2 separate regions of the Gossypium arboreum genome follow, and region 1 is linked to region 2. Evidence: chromatin contacts called from public Hi-C data. All regions are on one chromosome and are shown on one strand. The core of a region is the stretch at or near the end of the contact, and the rest is flanking DNA. Distances in the headings are between cores, read along the strand shown. Region 1 has its middle 19 kb from the start of LOC128290122. Region 2 holds the start of LOC108488709 (D-galacturonate reductase-like).

Region 1 (3,014 bases), core at 264-2,763, 240 kb before region 2:
TTTAATAATTAAAATTTCACAAATTTCATATATAAGAAGTTTTTGAATTGTTATCCAATGTTAATGAGCTAGTATTGTTTCGATGGAAGTTCAAAACTCAAATGCTTGAAGATATGATAAATTTAATAAAATGAAAATACCTCATTTAAGTGTTTGAAGAGGTGAACCGTGCATGAGCACAAGATCACCTATTAAGAAAATTACAACATTCACACATTATAAAATTTAGATTCGTGTCTTACAATATATAACACACTTACGACAACTATTCTATCACTTGAGACAAAATTTTCACCCAACTCATTGAAAAACCTGTCGACATTTTAGAAATTTCGGTGAATGTTATTCTTTTTTCTATATATTTTACTGAGGTTGAAGGTAGATAAATAATAACTGACACGTTCCTTGCTGAATGCACGTTTTACTTGTTAGAAGTCCCATTCCCAAGGAAATATAAGCAGAATTAATTAATTTCATATTAAAGATTTTCTTGGGATTCAGAGTTGTACACCAACGACTGAATCTTTTTCACATTCAGTATTTTTGCAGAAGCGACTGGCGACGGTATAGGTAAAGTGAGTGGTGTGGTGAGCCCCCCTCAAAAGGCCTTATCACCATTAAATAAATTAACGAGGCATAGAATCTGTGGTGAAAGAAAGAACCGACTTTTGACAATGGCAGGGGGGGTTTGATTTCTCTTTTCTCAAATGGTCTTAATCACAGGACACAGTGATTTGGGAGCTGTTTATTATCATTCATCATTATGGCCGAACAATCCAAATGCAGGCAGACAATATAGTTTCTTGAAACAGTTTGAACTAACCCTATTCGAGTCTTATCCATATCATATCTATAACAAAATCATCTACTTAGTTGATAGAATCTATTATCTTGTTTGGAGGGATTTGAAAGGAGAAAAGATTTATGCAGTAAACTTGCTTAGCTGGTCCTCCATATTAGTTAATGTTCGTCAACGTTGAAGGATCTTCCATGGAAAGTAAAGAAGGGATTAAGGTAAGAAATATGAGTAGAGCATCCAATTCAAGTATTTCCTATGATGTGAAACTCTTTTCTCATGCTGAGCTGCTGGTGATGTCAGTGTGGGTTATGTACCCATTCAAGGAATTTAAACCATCTAACTTTTGCATTATGGAGTTATTCGTTTCTACGCATATGTATAGCTACCATCAATCAAATGAAAGGACTAACACATTTGACTTGTTGTCCTCAATTATTAGTTGGTAAAAGTCATTTTCGTTAATAATGCCTAGATCAGCAACACATAGACCTCTCATCATCACCATCACCATTTTTCTCAAAAGAAACCAGGCAGGCAGGCAGCAGCTTTGTGTGTATCTGGTTGCTATCCAGATTCCATTCCTGACACACAGACATTAATTGTTCAAAAGCAATTTGTAGAAACCAACAACTCATATTACAAAGCAAGGAGTGAATTTAATAAGTAAATAAAGCTCCACAAAGTGTCTGCATCTTCTTAAGGTCTTTCCAGGGCAATGCTGCAAAGCTTTCTGATATGGCTACCTTTCATACGACTGATGGATTCATAAAAATGAAGCGGAGTGGGGTCAACTCCATGGACTTTTTCGAGACATGAATTGACCTAACCACCACCATACTGCTCACCCTTCTTAAGATTTTGTCTTCGCTCTGTGTAAAACAGACAACTGCATAAGGACAAGGAAGCCAAATTTGGGAAATAAGTAGTAGTATATAAATACGGGTAGGTATAAATATAATAAATGAAACACACTCTGACTTTAATTTCATAAAAAAAGCTAATCTCATATTTGGATTTTTTGAGGGTATATTGTATTATTATTAAATGCCATTTAAGCATCACACACGTATATATATTCCTTAAGATGTCGGCCAATTAACAATTAACAAGCCCGAGAATGTCGGCCAAACTGTTTGGATTAGTATTTAACAGAACCTTTTGTGATTAGGTATGTTGTTATAGTCTGTTGTTTATGCTTCAATTTCTTTCCACTCTTCATATAAGGATACAGAAAAACACAGCACGAAAAACGATACATTTAATTTAAACATGTTTAATATATTTACAAGTAACTGGGTTGGTACTGGTACTGAATTGTTTGGGTTAAAACAGCAGTTATAAAACACTCTTCAGAGATCATCAGGTTAATTAGTATGATATGCAGAGAAATTACGCGATTAGGAAGAATGAAGTAAGGTCTCCTTTGGGGGAGGCAGTCAAGTTTGGTGCCGTATTGTGTGGAAACAATGCCATGGTGTGCGACGGAGGGATGTTTCTCTTTGTAACGTAAACCCATGGATATTTGCGTCCTACGGAGCTCTCTATTTTCTTTTTAAATTTTTAATTGCTCATTATATCCCCTGTGCAATATACAGGAAAATTTTCTTTATTTAAATATGTTTAAATATCAAAAATAATATTTTTATTAATTTATTTTTAAAATTATAAAATAATTAAATTAAAATATTCAAATCCCATTTCATAAAAAATTAAAAACAATTAATAAAATTTTATCATTTAACAAAATTGTAAAGTAAAATTTTAATCTCCTTTTATAATTTTTACTTTGGGGGTTTTTACATTAATAAAACAAAAAGAAAGAAAGGGTGTCAAACCAAGGGAGCCACTATAAATAAAAGATTATTTATGAGAATGAGTCAATTTTGAGCAATAAAATGATATCATCAATGTATCAAACGACGTTACTTATAAAATATAATATTTTAATAAAATAAATAAAATAATAAATAATAATATTTTAATTATAAAAGGGTGTCCAACCAAGGAGCCACACCCCTTTTCACCTACCTTTCACTTTTTTTAATTATTTTTGAAGACCAAAATAGGAACTTGTTAAATAATTTAAGTGATTATTTAAGTAATTTATTCTAATATTTTTACCTCAATTTTATCAAAAATTATTAATTTGGTCATTATTTCAAATATTTCAAATTTTATAATTATAAAAAAATAGAATTATGAAAATAAAACAACT
Region 2 (3,059 bases), core at 102-2,601:
AGTGTTGAAATGTAAATTAAGTATCTTGTAAAAATTTTAGAGAGTGTGCGAGGAAAATAAAAGAAATTTGAGAGAAAAGTGATAAATGTTGAAAGAAAAATATTAGGAATTTCTGGATTTTAGTGAGTAAAAGGTAATTTATTTTCATATAAATTAATAAATTTATTTTTATAAAGTAAATTTTAAAAATATTTTGTGGGTGATCAATTTTATAAATTAAAAAAATATTTTTAAAGAAATTTTTAAGAAAAAAAGAAATTTATGCAGTCAATTGACACAATACATAAAAATTGAAGATCAAAATTATTATTGTGCAAATTTTAGAATTGGTATTTTCTCATCATAAAATTTGACCAAAAAATTTATGATTAGTTGGATACCCATTTATAATTATGTGATAGAAAAACTTAAAAGCATATAAATAGTTCAATTATTTTTATTTATTAAAATAAATATATTAGAAATTATGTTAAAGAGATGAAAATTAAACTTAAAACATTATTAAAAAATTTAAAATATCAAACACTTTCGGAAAAACCGAATAACTGGCGAAATATAAATCATTAGAAATTAGTTAATGGATTTAGCTTAATTATTAAAAAAAACTAAAGTGAAACTAAAATCGAACCGAAAAGACTTGAGACATAATCTTCTAACAAGTTCATTCATGTACCCCTAAAAAACAAGTTCATTCATGTAGCTTCTAGCCTTTTTCATTCATGTATTTTTTACCTTTGAAGTATTCTTTTGCATTTCTATTTTTTCTAAAAAAAAATTAATATTTTAATTAAAACGAAGTTACTCCAAACAAAAGTAACGGTGGAATTGAATAAAAGTAATAAAAATATATATAAAACATCAAAATAATTTTTTGAGGCTACTAATTCAGCGGAGAGAGTAATACAATCTAATTTTAAAACTAAAGGTTTATCAATCAAAGGAAGTTGGCGGGTGAATAATGGGTTGACTCGGTCCATAACCCCAGGTCAACAAGGATGGTTATAGTAGATATCGGTTTGATTGTACGTTTGTAGCTTAAATTTACTTAATTGTTTTGTCCACAAATAATCTCTAATTTACCTAATAACTTCAGAAGAAAAAACAGTGGCAGGCATGGCTGTATTTTCTTTGATGTGCATTTCCCCCATTGAGTAGAAGTAATAAAAGTTTGCTAGAAATGACACTTGTTTAATTCCAAAAGCAATGTTGAAATGGGAGACACCCAACCTAATTGTCCATCAAAGGTAATGCTCCGCGTAATGAACGAAACAGATGATGTTGGTTGCACCAGACAATTTGTTACACCAATACCTTAATTAAGCCAATAAATCAACGGTGTATACCGCAAATCCTGTAATTATGCTGTGTGATTAGGACACTATTTAGGCGATGATTTTCAATCATTAAGCTTTACAGTGTAATCATAAACTAAAAATTATGGAGAATAAAGTTCCAATCGTTTCAGTCGTCTCCTCCTTTAGCGGGCTAACCATGCCAGTGATAGGCATGGGGACAGCCTCGTATCCACCAGTTGATGCAGGGACCCTAAAATCAGCCATTGTTGAGGCAATCAGAGCCGGGTATCGCCACTTTGATACAGCTTTCATATATGGGTCTGAGCAGCCAATTGGAGCAGCAATCGCTGAGGCCTTGAACATTGGCCTCATCAAGTCCCGGAATGAACTCTTTATCACTTCCAAACTATGGTGCACTTATGCTGAGCCAGACTTGGTCATTCCCGCCATCAAAATGAGTCTCGAGTAGTAGTTTTACTTTTACCCTTGCACAACTCCATAAATTGAACCTTCAAATCACTTTATTTTTTTTTTCATATATATATATATATATATATCTAATTTTATGAGTGTTGCAGGAATCTTCAGCTAGAATATCTTGATCTTTATCTCATACATTGGCCACTAAAGTTTAGCAAAAAGGTGAGTCGTTTGCCGGTTCCCAAAGAAGAAGTATCTGTTATTGATATCAAAACAGTTTGGAGTGCCATGGAAGAGTGTCAACTTCTGGGTCTCACCAAAGTCATTGGTGTCTCTAACTTCTCTTCGAGAAAGCTTGAAGAAATCCTTTCCTTGGCCAAAATCCCTCCCGCCGTCAACCAGGTGAGCAATTGACTCTTCATTTTTCTTCAAATACCCAAGCGTGACACATGGATACCAGGATATGATATTATAAATTGTTTAATTTGTTTAAAAGGTGGAGATGAACCCTCTTTGGCAGCAAAAGGAGCTGAATGAGTACTGCAAGGCGAAGGGTATTCATGTTTCAGCTCATTCCCCTCTGGGCTCAAAGGGCACGTTGTGGGGAGATAACAGGATTTTCGACTGTCATGCTTTGAAAGAGATTGCTGAGGCCAAAGGGAAAACAATTGCCCAGGTGGACTTTTCCCTTTTCCTTGTATTTTTAGTGGCTGGAAATGATTTTTTTTTTTCAAGTACACAATATGAGTATGTATTAGATAAATAGTGTTGGTTGACATAAATAGAGATGGCAGATTTGTCTAAGATGGGTGTACGAGCAAGGGGCAAGTGTGATAGCAAAGAGCTTCAACAAGAAGAGAATGGAGGAGAACCTTGAAATATTTGATTGGTCATTGAGTGTAGAAGAATTGGAGAAGATCAGAGTTCTTCCCCAGTGCAAAATTAACTCCATCGGTACATTTATCGAGCCCAGCGCCGAGCTTGAGGCACAGCTATGATATCAAGAACGATGATCATTTATTTTCATGTTTACAATTAATATATGCTAAGCTTTACTTGATTTTGGAGGGTGTTTGACCCAAAACATGAAAGATTTCTTAGTTCCCAAGGTGTTTGATTCTCAAAATTTTAAGAATTTTAATTTTTATTACGCCCTCTCCCCACTGGAAGTTGACTGGGATGTCAACGACCCCAATTTGGGAAGAAGTCATTCAAAAGATGAAAAGAGGCACGTGGCAATAGCTTGGTAAGAATATTTGGTATTTGATCTGCAACATGGAGATGTTGGACTTCAATTTCCTTATTGTGAACATGTTCACGAATAAAGTGGAAAAATAGCAGCAT

Evidence for each region. A called contact is a pair of places that touch in the nucleus more often than the background predicts.
Region 1: a Hi-C map of leaf shows a contact between it and region 2, with 2.1 times the contacts expected there. The contact joins the enhancer-like site here to the promoter of LOC108488709 in region 2. A contact is called at or near these places in 2 of 5 Hi-C or Micro-C datasets (both in leaf).

What each region holds. Positions count from the first base shown.
Region 1 is chr3:36,918,955-36,921,968 of ASM2569848v2, reverse strand. No RefSeq gene overlaps it. Among protein-coding and RNA genes, the nearest start is that of LOC128290122, 19 kb to the left of the region's middle. Within about 2 kb of position 1,513, at least 2 of the 2 cell types and tissues checked have an H3K27ac peak or open chromatin away from gene starts, as enhancers often do. A contact at or near this core is called in leaf, where this site is marked.
Region 2 is chr3:36,681,713-36,684,771 of ASM2569848v2, reverse strand. LOC108488709 (D-galacturonate reductase-like) reads left to right here and starts at 1,351. Exons shown (of 4, transcript XM_017792999.2): 1 at 1,351-1,760; 2 at 1,874-2,117; 3 at 2,212-2,391; 4 at 2,510-2,841. The coding sequence starts at 1,438. The coding sequence ends at 2,713.